2 separate regions of the Mus musculus genome follow, and region 1 is linked to region 2. A link is a contact called in public Hi-C data. All regions are on one chromosome and are shown on one strand. Each heading gives the region's core, a stretch centred on a gene start, on an enhancer-like site or on the middle of the called end of the contact. The rest is flanking DNA. Distances are from core to core; before and after follow the strand shown.

Region 1 (4,769 bases), core at 804-3,303, 120 kb after region 2:
GGAAGAGCAGTCAGGTGCTCTTACCCACTGAGCCATCTCACCAGCCCCAAAAGTTTTTTTTAGAAAAGACTGATTTTGAAATTTTTTTGTAGTGGCAGAAAAAGCCATAGTGAAGATAGACACATTTACTATCTGAGTGGACATGGGCAGCTTTAGATTAATCAGTTTATTGCCGAATGACTGAATCACTTGGGATGGTGATTGACACAAAGCCACTGACCTGGGTCTCAGCATTCAAAGCATCTGGTCTACCCTAAGGTAGAGGCTGTGCAGACAGCACAGGTCTGTTAGACTCAGTGCACCTAAAGAATTCAACTATGTCTGTCTCCCAAAGCTTGAGAGCTCCAGCGAGGGAAGAAGATCACTCCTATCATGTCTTGGGTATGGGCCTGGACTCAATTAATATTGAATAATGGTTATATTGGGTATAGTCAGGACTCAATTAATATTGAATAATGACGTCTTACAAACTAGAGGCAGAAATAGTATCCACAATACAATAAACAGCAGTTTTACCTTAGTAGGGACTTACTGGACCTTGTCAGTAGGAGCCAGGCAGTTATGAAGTGCCTAGTAAGTAGGATGTGATGTACTTGGACTACAAAAGACCTATCATGGGCTGGAGAGATGGCTCAGAGGTTAAGAGTGGTGACCGTTCTTCCAGAGGTCCTGAAGTCCCAGCAATGACATGGTGGCTCACAACCATCTGTAATGGGATCTGATGCCCTCTTCTGGTGTGTCTGAAGATAGCTACAGTGTACTCATATACATTAAATAAATAATATTAAAAAAAAAAGACCTATCATGGCTCTGTTCAGGTAGCTAAGCCCAGGCTTACAAGTGCCTTGAAAAGGCAGAGGGGAAGGAAGGCTCAGAGACAGTGCTGACTTGTTCCTAGCTGTCTCCCTGTACACTTGAAGGGTAGGACCTCACAAGCATGATAGAGGAAAAGGGAAAGATTGGAGAAGGTCAGGGAAAGAAAAGGACCAAACTAGTGTTGATGAAGACACAGGACTTGAACCTGAGCAGGAGCAAATAATGGCGACAATAATCAAACATGAGAGGCACAAGCAGTGAGGGACCAACAGCCAGTGTGTTGAGCATTCTGTCGAGCCAGGTCCCTAAAGCAAGCCATATATATATAATTTTTTTTCGAGACAGGGTTTCTCTGTATAGCCCTGGCTGTCCTGGAACTCACTTTGTAGACCAGGCTGGCCTTGAACTCAGAAATCTACTTGCCTCTGCCTCCCAAGTGCTGGGATTACAGGCGTGTGCCACCAACGCCTGGCGCAAGCCTTATATTTATCATCATATTTTATTCCCACAAATAAAGCTCCTGACTTGCTCTGGTGGCACCAAGAGGAAGTAGCTATGGTACTCTGGGGATCCTAAGACAGTTGGTTGGCTATCAAAAGTGCTGAGGGCTAGGAGGAGGCCTCAGTTGAAGGAACAATCAGATCATTGGGACAGAGGAGAGACTGGGCTGGGATAGTTGGGAGGGCAGTGGAAAGGTGTGTGATATACTGAGCTTGTGACACACTGAGTTTGAGAAGACAACAATCGCCTGGAAATGTGGGCCTGGATCTAGAGAGCTGAGGCAGGATGTCAGAGAGGAATGCACTAGGAGATGCATGGCCTGGGGGGGGCTGGTGTTGCTGAAAAGATAAACTAACCAAGATGGAGCTTATGGAAGGGCCTGAAATTAGAACCAGGGAATGACAGGACAGAGACATGCTGAAAAGAATACAGGACAGGAGGCCATGGAGGCAGAGGCTCTGGGCTCGGCAGATTAGGGTGAGCCTGGCTCTTCCCTGGGAAAAGAATAAGGAGGAAAAGGCATAGAGCACAGATTAGGAGAAATGAGTGGGTGGTGAGGACTGTCAAGGCTCTTCAGTATCAGCCTGTTAGCTGAGAGTCCCCACTGTCCAATAACCAGCACCAGTCTACAGTGCCATTCCTGATTGCCAGCTATGATCCTTGAGTGGCAGGGAGGAAACCCAAAGTCAGCCAGCAGTCCTGGTGTCCCACAGATGACCCAGTCTCATATCACCAAACATAGCAAAGGTCGGGATGAGGAAATCCCACAGACACCCAGCCACGTGTAGCTCCCCGAACAGCTCTGTGAGACTAGGAAGGAGTAATCTGAAAGCATCCTCCAGCTCTAAGTTGGCTGCCACAGCACCGCTAATTCCCACAGGCTGGTTTGTAAAGAGTGGTCTTGTGCACTCTGCCTGCATGAGTTAATACGCAGCGGCTATGATACAACTTTTTCCCTGGTTTCCATTAAACAAGACAAAACAAGACAAAACACAAAACAACCCGCAAACCCAAAAGAAAAGCCACAAAGCAAATGGCTCTGCAAATCTCGTGGGCAAGGTCACAGTGAGATTAGACCCCAGAGTCTGTGATTCTCACATTTTTGTAGTAAGGATTCTGGTGTCAATAAGACATTATAAAATAACATTCCAGCTCAGTTGCTTAAGAAGCACGGTAGCGCATGGCATATGTTTTAAAGGTTAGGTATTTGAAAAGATGGGAATACCTTTATTAAGCACCAGCTACAGAACCATTATCTTAAACTCCTCGATTTCATAACAGTCTGGTTTCAGAGGAGGAGGTAGGGAGCTATCGGAGAGCATCTCTGCGTGTGATGCCGATGCTGCTCTTGCCCACCCTTGGCTTTCCCCAAGGCCTTTGTGAATGGATAGGGGGGAAGCTTGCTTTATTATGCACTGATTTGTGTATGTTGAAGCAGAGCCTTACTTACTGTGCTGTCTAGGTTGGCCCTGAACTTCTGGGATTAAGAAATCTTCCTGCCTCAGTCTACCATTTAGTTGGGACAGTGAGTGTGCGCTCCTGTGCCCTGCTTTGACAGCTGGTGACGCAGGCTTTGCTAGACCCATGCACCTGTGCTTGAGTGGTGCTCTGAAGGACACTGGTGATGCTGTCAGTGTCCCATTAGCATACTTTGGGGACAATGTACTTGGTCTGACACCCAAGGTTTGGGCCATTTTGAGGGTCAGAGGGTCAAAAGTCCTGCTTTTTGCCTCCGTACCCAGGATGAAGCTACCCTCTTCTCCATGGCAAGAATGGAAAATAAACAAATGGTGTGCCAGAGCTCTGTTGTAAGGATTTGATCCACCTGCAAGGTAGCTTTGGGAACCTTATCTTTCCAGAGAAATTATTTCCAGAGGACTTGGATGGTGGTAGGCTCTGATTTTCACTCTTTAATCATTCAGAAAAAAACATATCCATTTCCATTTATTCATAATAGTGGGAAATCATTGAGTTTTTTTTTTTCCTGTGCAAAGGTCAAACTATAAAAAGCTAAGTGGACTCGGAGAATTCTAGGCTAGTTACAGAACACGGCTGCACATTAGGAGGAATCCAAAAAAGGATTTAATCCCCCTTTGGAAGCAGCTGGTGATAATCTTCTCTGTACTTTCTCCCCATGGGTGTTAAATTCAGGTATAAGGACAGAAAGTAAGTTCTTTTCAATGAGTAGAACGTGTAGGCTGTACTGAGAGGGAGGCCTGGATCAGAAATCTTACCAGCTGCTACACACCAAGTATAAAAGCCTAGGCAACTTCTTCACTTTCGAGCCTCAGTTCCCTTGTTTGATAAATGGGTATATTCTTCCCAGGTGTTCTTTAGAACTCTGCTGTCCAACCTGGGACTTTCCACCTGACACTAACCTGTAGGCAGATGGGTCCTGGGTTGGCTGAAATGCTAAGAAGGGCACTGGGAGAGGCCCAGGAAGACAGGAGTCCTGTTCTGGCCTCCTTCCCCACCTGGCCACCTGACTATGTTCCCAGACTCAGATAGAGCTCTGCCAGTGTGTGTACTTGGGTGACCTGTGAAGTCCCTGCCATTGGAAGATAAACAAGTAACTGTGAGATCCACATCACAGAGACATTTTAAAAGGGCACTTGGCAATTTCACAGCTTTTGGGAAGCCGAGCAAGTGGTGAGTTGGAGATAGAGTATTTTGAAAACAGTTAAGAACTTGGAGAAAAAATCTTTAAGAGTGTCTTTGGGAAGATAAGAAATGGCGGTATCTCCTCCACCTTATCAAATCAAGGTTTTATCCCTGTTCTGTGTTAGCCTCACTCTGTGGTACTGGCCAGCTCTACCATACTGGCCCAATCCACTAGACATTAGAAAGATGGAGTCAGCTCTAAGGCTGGGTCTGGCAGCATGGTTTCCTAGGAAGAATGACAGGTGGGAGTTGGCCTTCCTTTTCTAATTTACACCCACACCCATGTAGAAACAGCAGAAATGATATGTACTGGGGGAAGCCAGAGATTGAAGAATGGCCAATAACAGATAACAGAAGGCCAGAGAGTAGATGCACTCAGCAGGGGACACTCGGAGTAAGACCATAGAGGGCTAGTAAGAGGCTGCTGGAATCACTGACACTAGACTTTAAGGCAGAATAAGCCTGTGGAGTGGGCAGACATGTGACTGGGAGAACGTGGAGTTAGGGATACTGAGATGGGAGTCAGCAGGGTTTGGGCAGCTGGTGTGTGTGGTGGGGGTGGGGCACAGAGGCCTTTGAGGCTGGGCTGGCTGCTGGGATAACCTGCAGGAGACTGCAGGCTCTCCTGCTCCATCAGCAGTGCAAGGCTCCAGCTGCCACCTGAACCAGCTCTGCAGCTTTGCAGATGGTGTGTCCAAGGGTGGGCTTCCAGAGGGTTTCCAGATCTGTCTGTGGACACTAGCCTAAGGCTTACAATTGTCCCTGCTGGGTCTGTTTAAAGTTAGGTAACC
Region 2 (4,393 bases), core at 133-2,632:
TGTATGCCACATGTAAGCCAGTGCCCGCAGAAACCAGAAGAGGACATTGCATCTCTTGGAGCTGGTGATAGCGGAAGTTGTAAGAGAACCAAATTCATGTCCTCTGGAAGGGCAGCAAACCCTACCAGAGCATCTCTAGCCTTCCCAGCTGTACTGCTTTCTTGACCCCTAACAGGACTGTTGCTTCTGCCACTGTCCTCCCACTCCTCTCCCTACTCCATTCTCAGGTTACATTTAGCAGGAAAATCTAAGCAATTGTTGGTGGTTGTAGAATTTCAGGGTGTCTTACTTCTTATCCTAGAGTAGTGGTTCTCAGTGGGACTTTAGTTTGGCACAAAGGTGGCATTTGGCAGTATGGAGACATTTTTGGGATGCTAGTACTAGGAAGCAGTACTACTCTTATCTGTTGGGTAGAGGCTAGGAGTGACATTGAACACCCTGCCATGGCCTAGAGAGGCTCCTTAAGCTCCAATGGTTTGCATGTAGCTTACTAGAAGGACAAAGGAAGGCATGCTTTGCTTCAGAGATGCTTCCTAAGGCCCAGCCTGAAACATCTGTTCATGTCCTTAGGGAAAATATAAGTAGGTAATCTACCTGTGAGGAATTCTGGGACATCATTTAGCCATGACTTCAGCTAAAGTTTCTATTGAGGAGAAAGGAGGGAAAATACTGGAAGGTGACAGTCTGCTACAGAGTGACTTTGGGGAATTTGTAACAACTTCCCAGAAGGGTTAGGCTAGGCTCAGTGGTAGACTATCGGGATAGCATGCAGAACATGTTGTGTTCAGTCCCTAGAACCACCAGGACTAACTAAAACTAAGCTCTCAGAGAGCCTTGGAGACTGTTGTATAGGTCCATGCTCATTGACGTTGGCTTGTCTAGCATGGAAATAGAATCAGAAGAGGGAAGGAGTCGAGGTTTGAGTTGTAGCACCTGGCCTCCAGGCTCAGTCTGGTAAGCTGGATGGGGCTGGGTGATCTTGGAAGCACATGGCGTGTGGGTCTGTGGCGAAATCTTGTTTGCTAATTAGAAGCAGGCAAGCAGTCAAGGGATTTGGCTTCTACTTGGTAGACTGTGTTCTTTGGCAAGATTGAGAGTGTGAGGCAAGTTAGGTGCCTGGGGCCAGCTCTGAGGATATACTCTCTGCGATTCTTTTGCTTGATTCCCTGAGAGGGAGTGTTTCTTAGATTGTGTGCCCTAGGCATTTGACTCACTTCATCCTACAGGTCAGCTCTCTCTGGCAAGTGTGCTGTGGCTCATTAACTCCTTGTGTTGAGAAAAAATCATATGCTTGGTGAATCAAAACGCAAGAGAACATGCCATAGAGAAAGGCTCGCTTCCTCTCCAGCTCTTTAATCTTTCTCTCAGTCAGTCTTCTGACCAGGTGCCTTTGGTGCCTCTCCAGCTGGCCTTCGGAATAGGCCCTGCTGGCACTTTCTGAGGCATGCCTTCCCGCATCTTTTTATACAGTCATTGGCTCCACTGCAAACTCTGTTTACTTGTGTGTAGAAATGACCATGTCTGGAGGGAGTCTGTATAAGAGTAGAGGGAGGGAGAGAGGAGCAAGCCTGAGACTAGTGCCTGCTTGCTCGTGGGCTGAGGGCAGGACACATGCTCAGGGAACCCAGCTAGGCTTTTGTGTCTCTTCTATGATGTCAGTTTTTGGTCTTTCTCTCTTGCCCCCTTTTCTCTGTTTCTACCTTACTTTTGTCTCCCGTCTCTGTCTTTTCTCTCCATTTCTGTGCATTTCTTTGTATTTTGGTCTTTCCCCCCTACAAGTTCATGCCTTCTTTCTTCTGCTTCTTCTGTGGTCTTGCTTTCTTTCTCTGCTGGCAGTTTCTGTTCTGCTGTTAACCAGGGCTTCTGTGGGTTTTGACTTCGTGTAGTTCTAGACTCTAAGCGTTCCTTGTTGCTAGTAGACAGACTCACTCTCTTGGTATTCTGGGAAAGGTAATTTATAAGTCCAGATTGGATCCATTGTTTGGCTTGAGCAAGTCTCAGGGGAAAGAGAGCAAGTCCTAACAGAGAGATGGACAAGTACCTCAAAATGTGCTTACTGTATTATGTTGGTGGTTGTTGTTTACTGCTGGTTGTTAACTATGTATGTTAGCTGAGTATGTATCCAGGCTTAGCCAGAGAGAACTTTGATCAGCAGTTGATTCCTGTGAAGATTTTTTTCAGCAGCACACATTCCTTTGCTGTACCCCTTTCCCACCAACTTCCTTAACCATTGTAATCCAACCCCATAGAATTGTTTCATTATGTGTCTCTCAAACTCCCTGCACCCCCTTATATGACTGACTGGTGAGTACCTGTATTATTTGGAAGCATATTTTTAAATATGTTTTTCTTATGTGTATGAGTGTTTGCTAGCATATGTATGTCTGGTTACCATGGAGGTAAAAGGACACCAGTTCTCCTGGAACTAGAGTTACAGATGGTTGTGAGTTACCCTTTATGTGCTGGGAATTGAACCCTGTCCTCTGGAAGAGCAGCCAGTGCTCTTAACTGCTGAGCCAACTTCCAGCCCTACTTGACAACATATTAAGTGAGGCTCTTGAAACACACGGAGGTTGTTCTATCACATGTGGTAATCTTCAAAGCTGGCCCTGGAACACTATTCTTTTGAGTGGAGAACGGTCCACCTTTCTGAGAACTGTCCCAGGGAACTGGCTGTTTCCTGAAAGCCATTACTACCTTGCTTCCAACCGGGGCTCATCAGCTCCCCTCTTTGCTGGAGCTTTACACATGTTATAAACTATTGCTTCCTCTTGAGAGTTTGTGGTCTTTCAGAAACAAGACTTTGAGATAACTGAGGGAGAGACCTCCTGGAATTAGATGTTCCCAGGACTGTAGCATTTGATACTGTGATGGTTTCGATATGCTCGGCCCAGGGAGTGAAACTATTAGAAGGTGTTGGAGCAGGTGTGCCACTGTGGGTGTGGGCTATAAAACCCTCACCATAGCTGCTTGGAAGTCAAGATTCTGCTAGCAGCTTTTAGATGAAAATGTAGAATTCTCAGCTCCTCCTGCACCATGCCTGCCAGGATGCTGCCATGCTTCTGCCTTGATGATAATGGACTGAGTCTCTGAACCTGTAAGCCAGCCCCAATTAAATGTTGTCTTTTATAAGACTTGCATTGGTCATGGTGTCTGTTCACAGCAGTAAAACCCTGAGACAGATGCTAAACTGTATTGTGAAGTGAGAATGTGAAGGGGAGAAGAAACATAGGTTTGGAGTGCCCAGTTTATTTGGGGAAGGTTTTTAGAAGGAGTAGGGGCTAAGCTAGGCGTTGGAAGTAGATGTCAGTAATGGCTGTGATAAGAAGAGGCTAAAACTCTTTGTATGTGTATCTGGCATAGATAAGGGAGAGTCCACCTAAAGGAGTAGTAGGTGGGAGTGCGAGCACATGGCTGAGAGAATGGGCCCCAAGAGTTTATAAAAGACAGCATTTAGGTGGGGGCTTGCATACAGTTTCAGAGGGTTAGTCCATTATCATCATAGCAGGGGCATGACAGGAGCATGGTGGCACTCGTGGTGCTGGAGTAGTAGCAGAAGCTTTTGAAATCTCAAGCCTACCCGCAGTGACACAGTTTCTCCATCAAGGCCACACCTCTCAATCCTTCTAATCCTCGAACGTCTCCACTCCCTGGTGACTAAGCATTCAAATATCTGAGCCTTATGGGGACTGTTTGCACTCACAACACTGCAAGGTGTATATTAAGGTTTTGTTTGTTTGTTTTGTTTTGTTTTTTGAAGGGTAGGGACAGTACTTAGAGGTGTCACTGATGTACCTTGTTGCTATAGAAGCCCTTGGATAATTGCTCTTATGTTCTCCCCTAGATCAAAGCTTTTCTTATTTTGTAGGAACAGCGTTCTCTTTGTGGGTTAAGCTTTGTTTTTTGTTTTTTTGTTTTGTTTTGTTTTTGTTTTTTTTGAGGCAGGGTTTCTCTGTGTAGCCCTAGCTGTCCTGGAACTCACTTTGTAGACCAGGCTGGCCTCGAACTCAGAAATCCACCTGCCTCTGCCTCCTGAGGGCTGGGATTAAAGGCGTGCGCCATGACGCCTGGCTGTCGGTTAAGCTTTAATCAGCTAGCAGTTCACAGCCATCAGTAATCTACAGGGCTCAGATGTTATTGAGATGCATGAGTGTGCATCTCAGAGGCTGTAGGGCTGGCATGGGTCTAAGAAGCTCTGAGGAAGGCTCATTCTCTATGGGATCTGATGAGAATTAGCTGGTTTACATTGGCATAGGGGTGGGGAGATCATAAGCACTTGGGGATGAAAGCTTGGGAGTGATAGTCTCTCTCAGCCTGAGTTTCTTCATGTATAAGATGGGGAACAGACATCTGTATTTGGGGGGTTGTGAGAATTAGTAATCAAGGATTCAAG

What was found. A called contact is a pair of places that touch in the nucleus more often than the background predicts.
Region 1: a Hi-C map of liver shows a contact between it and region 2, with 5 times the contacts expected there. The contact joins two enhancer-like sites. A contact is called at or near these places in 1 of 484 Hi-C or Micro-C datasets (liver), 1 of 115 datasets of contacts at active chromatin or transcription factors (embryonic stem cells) and 2 of 9 other capture datasets (adipose tissue and pancreatic islet).

The regions. Positions count from the first base shown.
Region 1 is chr8:106,302,463-106,307,231 of GRCm38.p6, forward strand. All of the region lies in intron 1 of Smpd3 (sphingomyelin phosphodiesterase 3, neutral), which reads right to left. The region is part of intron 1 of 4930506A18Rik (RIKEN cDNA 4930506A18 gene); the gene reads left to right. Among named protein-coding and RNA genes, the nearest start is that of 4930506A18Rik, 23 kb to the left of the region's middle. Within about 2 kb of position 2,054, at least 5 of the 459 cell types and tissues checked have an H3K27ac peak or open chromatin away from gene starts, as enhancers often do. A contact at or near this core is called in liver, where this site is marked.
Region 2 is chr8:106,184,754-106,189,146 of GRCm38.p6, forward strand. The region is part of intron 2 of Slc7a6 (solute carrier family 7 (cationic amino acid transporter, y+ system), member 6); the gene reads left to right. Among named protein-coding and RNA genes, the nearest start is that of Slc7a6, 18 kb to the left of the region's middle. Within about 2 kb of position 1,383, at least 52 of the 459 cell types and tissues checked have an H3K27ac peak or open chromatin away from gene starts, as enhancers often do. A contact at or near this core is called in liver, where this site is marked.